2 separate regions of the Rattus norvegicus genome follow, and region 1 is linked to region 2. The links are chromatin contacts, called in public Hi-C maps. All regions are on one chromosome and are shown on one strand. Each heading gives the region's core, a stretch centred on a gene start, on an enhancer-like site or on the middle of the called end of the contact. The rest is flanking DNA. Distances are from core to core; before and after follow the strand shown. Region 1 has its middle 58 kb from the start of Fer. Region 2 has its middle 82 kb from the start of Fbxl17.

Region 1 (4,657 bases), core at 1,991-4,490, 170 kb before region 2:
TCATCCAGCCCTACACCTGGCCTTGGAGAATCACTGGGAAAGGGCTAACTTGGCACGTCTCTTAGAGGGGGTGGGGGGAGACTAAGTGGTCGGACAGGGTCAGGATGACACCCTTTGGTTGTTCTCCGGATTCACCACAGGGAGGGGTAGGGGGGTCTTTTCAAGAACAGTTGTTTTTGTTTTGGCTACTTTCCATTAAGCCTGGTCACTCTGACCACCAAGACCTTGCTCCTGTATTCACAGAACTTCATCCTTACAGCTTTGTTTCCTGCATCTATGGAACTTGTTTCTTCAGTTTCAGCGGAACTGGGTTCGATCCCTGCACCTCACTGCTGTGCTGTGTCTTCTCCATGGCTGTAGTGCTAGGGTTTGGGTGGGAAATGTCCTCCAAGAGACTCACGCTCTGTCTTTTGGTTCTTGAAGTGGCAGTGTTCCCAATAGGAGCTTGAGAGGCAACTGGATAACCCAGGGTCCACTGATTTAAACTCCACAGCTATGAGCTATTAGGAGACCAAGCTTAGCTGGAGGAAGCGGTCACTGGAGACTGACCTAGAGGACATCCTTTGTCCCCGCTTCCTGTGTGCTGTCTCGTTGGCACCACAGGCTCCTAAGCTTCAGATCCCCCTCAGTATTTGTCACGGAAACAACAGGTCAAGGGGACCATGGACCTTTGAAACAGTGGACTGCGATATCTCTCTCCAGGTCTGTTGTCTTCTTTGGCATATTCTGTCATAGTGATGGGAAATCTGACTGAAGAGTCTTGACTAAAATCTTCTTTGCCCGTTGAAATAGTCTAGAGCGATACATCCTCCATAGGGCTCCGAAATTAAATGCTTCCATATAAAATTAAACATCTTTTATTTACCTCTCAGCTCAGTCTGTGGCCTGAATTTATCCTTTAAAGACAGAAGCGTCTCTGCTCTGTGGGTGGCTGCTGGATTCTACATCACTGTCAGGTTCGAAGAGAAGCTTTCTCCTCACAGAGCATTTCTCTTTTAATGAAATGTTTATCACACTGCTTATCACTACAGATGGTTGCTGGGTTTCGTTGCATACTGGCCATGTATACTTCTCCTGCCACAGTGGCATCATCATGGGCCTTGAGTCTGCACAACCATGTGCTGCTTCGTCTCTGCCCTCTCAGAGTTGCCGGAGAAGAGGGAACCTCGGTTGAGAAGTTGCCTCCTGTGGGCACTCGTCTGTAGTCGTTTTCTCAATTGCTGATTGATTTGGGAGGGCCCAGCACATGGAGGCAGTGCCATGCTCTGGCAGGCAGGCCTGGTCTATATACAAAAAGCAGCCAGTAAGCAGCAGGCCTCCACGGTCTCTGCCTCAGGCTCCTGCCTTGGCTTCCCTAGATGACAAACTGTCACCTGTAAGCCAAGTAAATCCTTTCCTCCCCAGGCTGCTTTCAGTTAGTACTTTACCACAGAAACCAAACTAGGACATCCCACACACGTGGTTCCTAGTCCTAGTCTGTCGTTCAGTCATTATTCGGTGAGTTCTGTTCTTCCACTGAAAGGGCAAACATCAAACATCATCAGACATCATATCGTCCATAAGGAAAAAGAGAAAGTTCCATTTTGTAAGACTTTCTTCTTCTTCTTCTTCTTCTTCTTCTTCTTCTTCTTCTTCTTCTTCTTCTTCTTCTTCTTCTTCTCCTTCTCCTTCTCCTTCTCCTTCTCCTCCTCCTCCTCCTCCTCCTCCTCCTCCTCCTCCTCCTCCTCCTCCTCTTCCTCTTCCTCTTCCTCCTCTTTTTTAGTGGCATTTCACTATGGACCACTGCATGACTCAGAACTTTCTAGGTAGAACAAGCTGGTCTTGAACTCAAAGCTTGCTGTTATTTATAAATCTAGGAGCCAGAACTTTCTCTTTCAATTTTGAGTAACAAAAGAAGCAGAAGCTGAAGCAGAAACAGCAGCAAAAGAAGAAGAAGGAGGAGGAAGAAGGAAGAAGGGAAGGAGAGAGAGGAAGCAAGAGAAAATAGCCCAAACCTCAAAGGGCTTGTATTCTGTACAATAAGAATGGTGAATATGTTGTTGACTGATGCTGTTAAAGTTACTTAGTGCAATCCAGTTCCATGGGTCACAAGGCTATGGGCATGATGCCAGGCCTATCCGGGTAACACGTCACCTCTTCCTATTTTAGGCTAGATGATTAGTAAGCAGTCTAATTTTTTTTCTCTACAGTTTATTCTGTTATGTTAAAATTAACAATCCATAGGAGGAACAGGAGGGTGGGGCAGGGTACTAATGACAATTATAGAGGCCCAACTACTGGGGACCACAGAGCGGCTTGAACTATTTTAGGGATAAGCGGAAATATTTGCTTCAAAAAAAAAAAAGCTTAATACTCTAGCTTAGGGACTTAGATACGTATTAGCTTTACAGGCCACAGCTATTTTACTGACTGGCATAGGACTTTGTTCTTTAGTAGAGCTGGGGACAGTGCTTTCATTCATCCACAGATGTCTTACTTGGGGTCTTTGGGCATACAGAAAGATGGAGAGATACTTACCTGTCAGTCAGGAGAGATGGTGGGATAGCCACTCAGAAGAAGAAGGCCAATCTGAGGACTATGCACTTTGTTTGGGGGGTCAAGAACTGAAGAACTCTAGCAGGAGTTTTTAGGTGTTGGGTGGAATTGTGGCATGTACAGGATCAGAAAGGAGTGGAGAGGGGTGGTCTGGGCCTTGGGATTTCGTGCTCTGCAGAGTCCGAGAGACAGAAGAATCATACTAAACAAAGCAGAGAAATCTCTCTGTGGGACTCACAAGAAAATGTGTGAACAGCATGAAGGGCTAGTGAGGTCGTTGACTAGCCAATCTCTTTGCAATAAATAAAAGAAAACATTGAGGCATATACATACTTTCCTTAGGACGTTGAAAGACCATATACATCCTCGTCAAGTACCCTATGGATGTACATGTATTGTTTTGGAGTTGTTTTTCTTGAACAGGAGAAACACACAAGCAAAAGCTCTTTTGAAAACTGAGCGGACACTTGATAATCGGAAAAAAACGAAAGTCTCTGGAAAACAGGACATTCTAAGTGTTCTCACCGGCCCCAGGCCTCCTCAGAAACCATCCACGATGACTCTAGAAATCTCAAGTTCTATTCTCCTGTTCCTTACAGCAGACTGAGAACGATTTTTAGTGAGAAACAAGCTTGCACTGATGATCTGAGTTTGAAAATCGGTTTTAGAGTTTGGGCTTGCAGTGCTTTTAGATCAGTTAAGGCAACTGCGCCCTCTAGTCTCTGCAGCGGGTACTGCAAGGCCATTTGAGCTCGTTGCTTCAACTTTGTCCTCAAGTTTGATACTTGGAACTCAAAGTCGTTCACAACCCGCCACACACGCAGAGATCCCTCCAGGTGTGAGTAAAGCAATTAATCTCATTTTGGTGATAAACATGCCTACCGGAGGCTCATTTTCTCTCTTAAGTTATACCAGAAAAATTAATTAGGCTCATGTTAAAAAAAAAACCAAAAAAACTTTTCCATGGTATAGAAAAAGCGGTGACTAAAATACTAAGAAGGTAGCTATTCATCACTGCCTCATAAAGGCACACGACAACTCATCATGATAAATTAAGGAAGCTGCCTGCCTGACCTTCATTAGCCATCTGCTCCCTTAGAATGAGAATTTTTAAAGAGCTCTATTTTATTTGGGCATTTGGAAGTGCGCTGGTTTGATCTATTTCTCTCTCTTCTTTGAGGGAACAATCCCTCTGAGGATGGGTTTGTTTGTTTGTTCCTTTTGTACTTTTATGTCTTGTCTGCTTGCCAGAGCACACGTCCCCTTGAAGAGAACTTCTTAGTCAGAGCTCCATGCCGGTGCTGTGGACTGCCCAGAGGAGGGCTTGCTTTACCCCAGATGCTGATATTGTGTACACTTTTGAACATTCTGGGCAAGTCTCTTTTACATGGTTGGTTCTGATTGGCTGTCACGTTCTTTAACTACCTTTCTCCTGGCATTGAGTCAAGGCTGAAGAGGGATCAACTGTAACCATGGCTGAAAGAGGGACGGTATAGAGAAGAGATGTTGGTTGCCTTGAGTTTATTTCATGGACAGAGATGAATGGTTTGTTTTAGTGAAAGAGACCAAGGAAGGAAGAGGAAGAAACAATTAGGACAGAATGTCTCCCTCAATCAGGGTCAAGGTCTTTAGATGCAGACAGCTGATCTTATTTGATTAAAATAAAGGACTATTTGGAAATAAAATGGGAACAGCTGGAGATATTGTCCCTGGCATACACAGAAACGATTTGGTTAATAATAACATCAATATGTGATTGAACACCATGAGTCACGGAACTCCTGCCTTTAATGTTGCCACCAGAGAGAACAAATACTCCAACAAAGTCACCTTGGAGCTCTCTAAAGACCAGGCTATCTTGGAGCTTTGAAAAGTCTCAAGATTTTAGAATTGGAGGACTGGGTATGTTTCCAGTAACAAGGACAACTTAATGGCTCCCCAAGGCCCAGATAACTACTTTCCAATAACTTCATTGTTCTTAAAATTTCTCCCTTTTTACATCGTCTAAAATTCCCATCAATGGGAACTGCATTTGCCTTATTGATATCAAAGTCTCTTAGAAGGATTCTGAAAACCTCTGGGACAGCTAATCTGTCATTCACAAGTGTGTGTGTGGGGTGAC
Region 2 (4,984 bases), core at 2,363-4,862:
CCCCCTCCCTATTTCACGGTTGTGGATAAATGATATAAGCTCTAGCATATCTGCCCCTTGCCTGTTGCCATGACTTCTGACATAGTAATCATGGACACACACTCGGAAACTGTGAGGCCCTCATGTGCTCCTTCCTCTGTGAGTTGCATTGGTCATGGTATCTTATCACACACGTGGAAAGGCATGCATCCGATTTGTAGCTGTGTAAATAAACCGAAAGCAATGGTCCTGTTATATATAGACCGCAGTATCTTTACCTGTCATAGGTTTTACGGAGATAAAACATGAGGGAGCTCCTCCTGCAAAGACAGTTATTGCTAACCTGATCCAACTCATCACAATACATGGGTTTTCCTCCATTAAAAGTTTCACCCACTGGAGCTGAGTAACTTAGTTACTTAGTTGATAACAGTATTTGCCTGCCATGCACGAAGTCCTGATTTCCATTCCCAGCACTACATAAAACTGGGCAAGGTGGTATGTTTGTAGTCAAGCACTCAAGTTTGAGGCCAGCCTAGGCTACAAGACCTCTGTAGCCTAAGGAAAGGGAGGGAGTTGGCCACCAAGTTCAGACAGTTCTGTAAGTTAGTGAAATTTTAGAGCTACTTTTCCATTGAAGAACTATTATGAAGATATCTAGGTTTCAAGGCTAGCCCAGAAATATTTGTCAAGTAATTTGAATACCCTCAACTTATGACATTACAAACACATAACAGATTAAAGTTGTTACTATCTTATAGGTATGAACAAAATAATCAAAATCATTTTTCAATAAAAGTTAAGGTGTCGGCCACTTAGAAAACTGAGAGGAATACTAGGTAAGAGACTCTGAAAAATTAAGTCCTTTATTCCACTTCAAGGAAGATATTCAATATAATTCAACTTGGAAATTTTTTCTTAATGCCAAGTAAAAAATTAAGGAATTATTTGAATATCCTTTATAATAGAATATTTAAACTTTGATTAGTAAATTCATGCACTGCAGTCATAACTGCATTCATGCAAATGAAAATAGTATTTAATGAATTTCTTTTGACTTAGCAGAAATTCTCTGACTTTCTCTTTGCACATGTGCACGCGGGATGCAATCCACCGGCAAGGCAAGGACCATCTACCACAGTACCAGGAACGGAACTACAGCTGGGACGCAGCGTGCGCATGCGGGATGCAGCTGGGGTGCAGCCTCAGCTCGCTTGCCCCTTCATCACTCCCACCCTTCGCTGCCCAGCCTGCAGGTTCTATGCCTGAGAGCTGTTTGGAAGACGAAGTATCACCCGGGATTACTAATGCAGATATCCCTTTGACATCAGTGACAGCTCTTTTAGTGACTTGCCTAAGTTCTCAATAAAATTACTTTCATTTAAGAATTAATTTCAATGATCTCTTTTGGGATAATTTGATGCTGATTCCACTTTTAATTATACAAGTGCTGAAGTTATCTGCTATAATTTATATGACTACTAGTAAATTTAGGGAGAACTTTTTATTAAGTTTATTTTATGGTTGAGGGAGATTTCATGCTCAAGTCCTGTATTTACCTAATTTTTACTTCCTCTATCCTTCTGCAACTACCCCCATGACCCCTATTCATACTCCTCTTAACCCATGGCCTCTTGTCTTAATTATTGTCACACATATACACACACACACTACGGAGTCCAGTGTGTGCGCATACGTTTAGGAATAAGTTAGGACTGGATAACCAATCAGGGACCTCATCCTTAGTTAAGAACAATTTCTCTCCTCTCAGCAGCCATTGGCATGGCTTCTTCATCTGTGGGTGGGCCCTGGGGAATTTCTTGGGGGCGGTTTTTAAAATCAAACATATGCTTTGGAAATAGTAAGTAACCATTGTGGTGATACCGCCATTAATCCCAGCAGATACAGGCAGGTCTCTGTGAATTTGAAGCCAGCCTGGTATATACATAGTGAATTCTGAGATATCTGGGGCTATGGAGAGAGACCCTGTCTAAAAAAAAAAGAAGGAGGGAAGAAAGGAAGGAAGGAAAAGAGAAGGAAAAAGGAAAGACAGGAGAAAGAAAAGTGAATGAAAGGAGAAATAAAAAATAAATGTAGAAAATGATGTCAATACTGACAATATTACTATCTCAATAGAGTTTGAGCTTCTACGTTCCAAGTATATTTGCTACGTGATATATCAAAAGGGATGGAACTGATGTATACATTGACTGAAATTGGCTTCGTTCTTTCATTCAATCAACAAACTCATTATTGAGCACCTAGAATGTGGCATGTGTTCAGCATTTTTATATACAAAGGAAGTCAGAAGGAAACAATACAAAGACCAGTTGTTTGTTTTTTTTTTAAGATTTATTTATTTAACGTATATGACTCTGTTGCTATCTTGGGACACACCAGAAGAGGACATCAGATCTCATTACAGATGGCTATGAGCCACCATGTGGTTGCTGGGAATTGAACTCAGGACCTCTGGAAGAGCAGTCAGTGCTCTTAACCACTGAGCCATCTCTCCAGCCCCCAAAGACCAGTTTTTTGGTTTGGTTTGGTTTGGTTTGATTTTTTATGGAATTTATATTGTGCTTGATTAAGGCGCATGAGAACGCATCAGATATTTTCATTATGTTAATACTGGGGTAATAAAGATACAATGAGGAAAAGGGGTAGTGATCAGGAAGCAACTTCCAGAAAAATGACAGCTGAAAAGGGACCTGAATGGCTAAGTGAGCCACACAACCCCAGAGGTGCTGGGAAACAAAGATCCTGTCGCAGAGAAGACTCACTGTGTTCAAGAAAGAGTGGCGCCATGGTGTCTACAACAAAGTGACTGGAGATGCTATGCTGAGAGGAGTGGGAAGGGTAGATGGTTTAGGACCCAGAGAGGCATCTAAGGCATCTCATGTTTACCGCAGGTGTGAGGAGAAGCAGGATGTTGGGAACCGGAGAACGCCATGATAGGCAGAGCGTTGAGGACGCGGGGCAGCAGCGGTTCTCAGCCTGTGGGTCGCGACCCTTCCGCAGGGGTCAAATATCAGATAATTACGTTACGATTCATAACAGCAGCAAAATTACAGTTATGAAGTAGCAACAAAATAATGTTGTGGTTGGGCATGGCTACGCCATGACGACCGTGTTAAAGGATCAAAGCATTAGGAAGGGTGGGAACGGCTGTCCTACAGAGACCAGTGAGCAGTTAACAAGGGTTTGGGTGCTAGCGTCTGAATGATCACAATCCTGACTCTTCACTGCCAGGTTTAAAATAGGAAAAATGAAAATGGTTTCTGTGCAAATGGTGTGTTAAGACAACACACACACACACACACACACACACACACACACACACACACACACCAGCTATCTAACCAGAGTGTTACAAACTTGACTCAAAATAAAATGCTTATTTCGCAGGGGGGATTGTGGGAGGGGGTGACCAGGAGGAGGGCAGTGGATAGTATAAAGTAAATAAGTAAAACAAATTTTAAAAAAAAAAAAACTGTTTCAATTATGGCTATAGGAGAATTGCCTGTGCAAGCCGCTGACTCACAGAGATTCTTTGTGGATGATACGTTAGAGTACAAAAGCTCAGAATATTCTGGAACATGTCTCCCACCTTGCCTCCCGCCTCCTCCCCAAGTTGACAGCCTGACTCCTGGGTGCTATTAGAAAGCAGAGCAGAGCCACCAGGACCCACCGTCTTCTCCATAGGAAAATGCTGCCATCTGCAGGCCGCCCAGGATAAACAAATAAAACTAAATAAAAATAAAAATAAAATAAAGTAGAACCGGGGCCCAGACCCTCATCTGTTCATTTCTATATACATTGTCATTTCTCTGAAGACAATTTATAGAGCCATTAATTTAAAAAAATGAGAAGGCATCTGACCACGTCCATCTTGGTGCTTCGACAGGCCTGCTGTATTAAATGGAACCCCGGCAGCTGGCTTGATAAACCTTATTGTTTTGTGATCTGTCTGTTCGTTACAGTATAAAGTGGATGTCATTTTTTCCATTACTACTATGCCAGGTCCCAGTCCCCTTTCCCATGGCAAATCTTCTCCATTTCATCCATGGTTATTGACCAATTCAGGCTCTCTCTTAGTTCAACTGATTAATTACATTTTTTCTAAGTAAATCAATTCTTTCATCATCTCAAGTATATTTTCTTTTTTCTTTTTATTTTTTAATTTTATGAGAGCTCTGTCTGCATGTACACCTGCCTGCCAGCAGAGGGCATCAGAACTCTTTATAGATGGTCATGAGCCACCATGTGGTTGCTGGGAATTGAACTCAGGAGCAGCCAGTGTTCTTGTTATTTTCTCTCTCTCTCTCTCTCTCTCTCTCTCTCTCTCTCTCTCTCTCTCTCTCTCTCTCTCTCTCTCTCTCTCTCTCTCTCTCTCTCTCTCTCTCTCTCTCTCTCTCTCTCTCTCTCTCTCAGCTGAGGACTGAACCCAGGGCCTTGTGCTTGCTAAGCGCTCTACCACTGAGCTAAATCCCCAACCCCGCAGCCAGTGTTCGTAACTGCTAAGCCATCTCACCAGCCTTCAAATACATTTTCATAGTTATATGTAATATACTTCTAGAAAAATGTACTCTTTTATTTGCCTATAGTTATGTATAATTTTTAATCTTTCATATTATCTTTTTACTTCCCTTTTATGTAAAATTTGTTGTTTGATGTGGCACTGCTAGGATTGAATTTAGTATGCCTGACACACATTAGGCAAGGGCTGCACCACTGAGATACACATCCAGTCCTTTCGTGGGATTTTTGAGTGGCAGAAGGATTTGGAGTACACGCCACTGTTGGAGACAACATTGTGAGCTATTGTGTTGAGAGACACAAGAGTCAAGAGTACAGTTTAGAGGTCATCTTCACTATCTCAAATTAGCAGTGACATAAAGACAGATGACTTAAATGTCAATAATTAAAAATCTTCTGTAAAGACCTATGTTTGAGGCAGCTGAACAAAATCAAAGAGCAAATTGCAAAAGCCAAATGAAAAACA

What was found. A called contact is a pair of places that touch in the nucleus more often than the background predicts.
Region 1: a Hi-C map of the A7r5 cell line shows a contact between it and region 2, with 3 times the contacts expected there. The contact joins two enhancer-like sites. A contact is called at or near these places in 3 of 12 Hi-C or Micro-C datasets (the A7r5 cell line, the Rat2 cell line and prefrontal cortex).

What each region holds. Positions count from the first base shown.
Region 1 is chr9:110,907,219-110,911,875 of GRCr8, reverse strand. No RefSeq gene overlaps it. Among named protein-coding and RNA genes, the nearest start is that of Fer, 58 kb to the left of the region's middle. Within about 2 kb of position 3,240, at least 3 of the 93 cell types and tissues checked have an H3K27ac peak or open chromatin away from gene starts, as enhancers often do. A contact at or near this core is called in the A7r5 cell line, where this site is marked.
Region 2 is chr9:110,733,604-110,738,587 of GRCr8, reverse strand. No RefSeq gene overlaps it. Among named protein-coding and RNA genes, the nearest start is that of Fbxl17, 82 kb to the right of the region's middle. Within about 2 kb of position 3,612, at least 6 of the 93 cell types and tissues checked have an H3K27ac peak or open chromatin away from gene starts, as enhancers often do. A contact at or near this core is called in the A7r5 cell line, where this site is marked.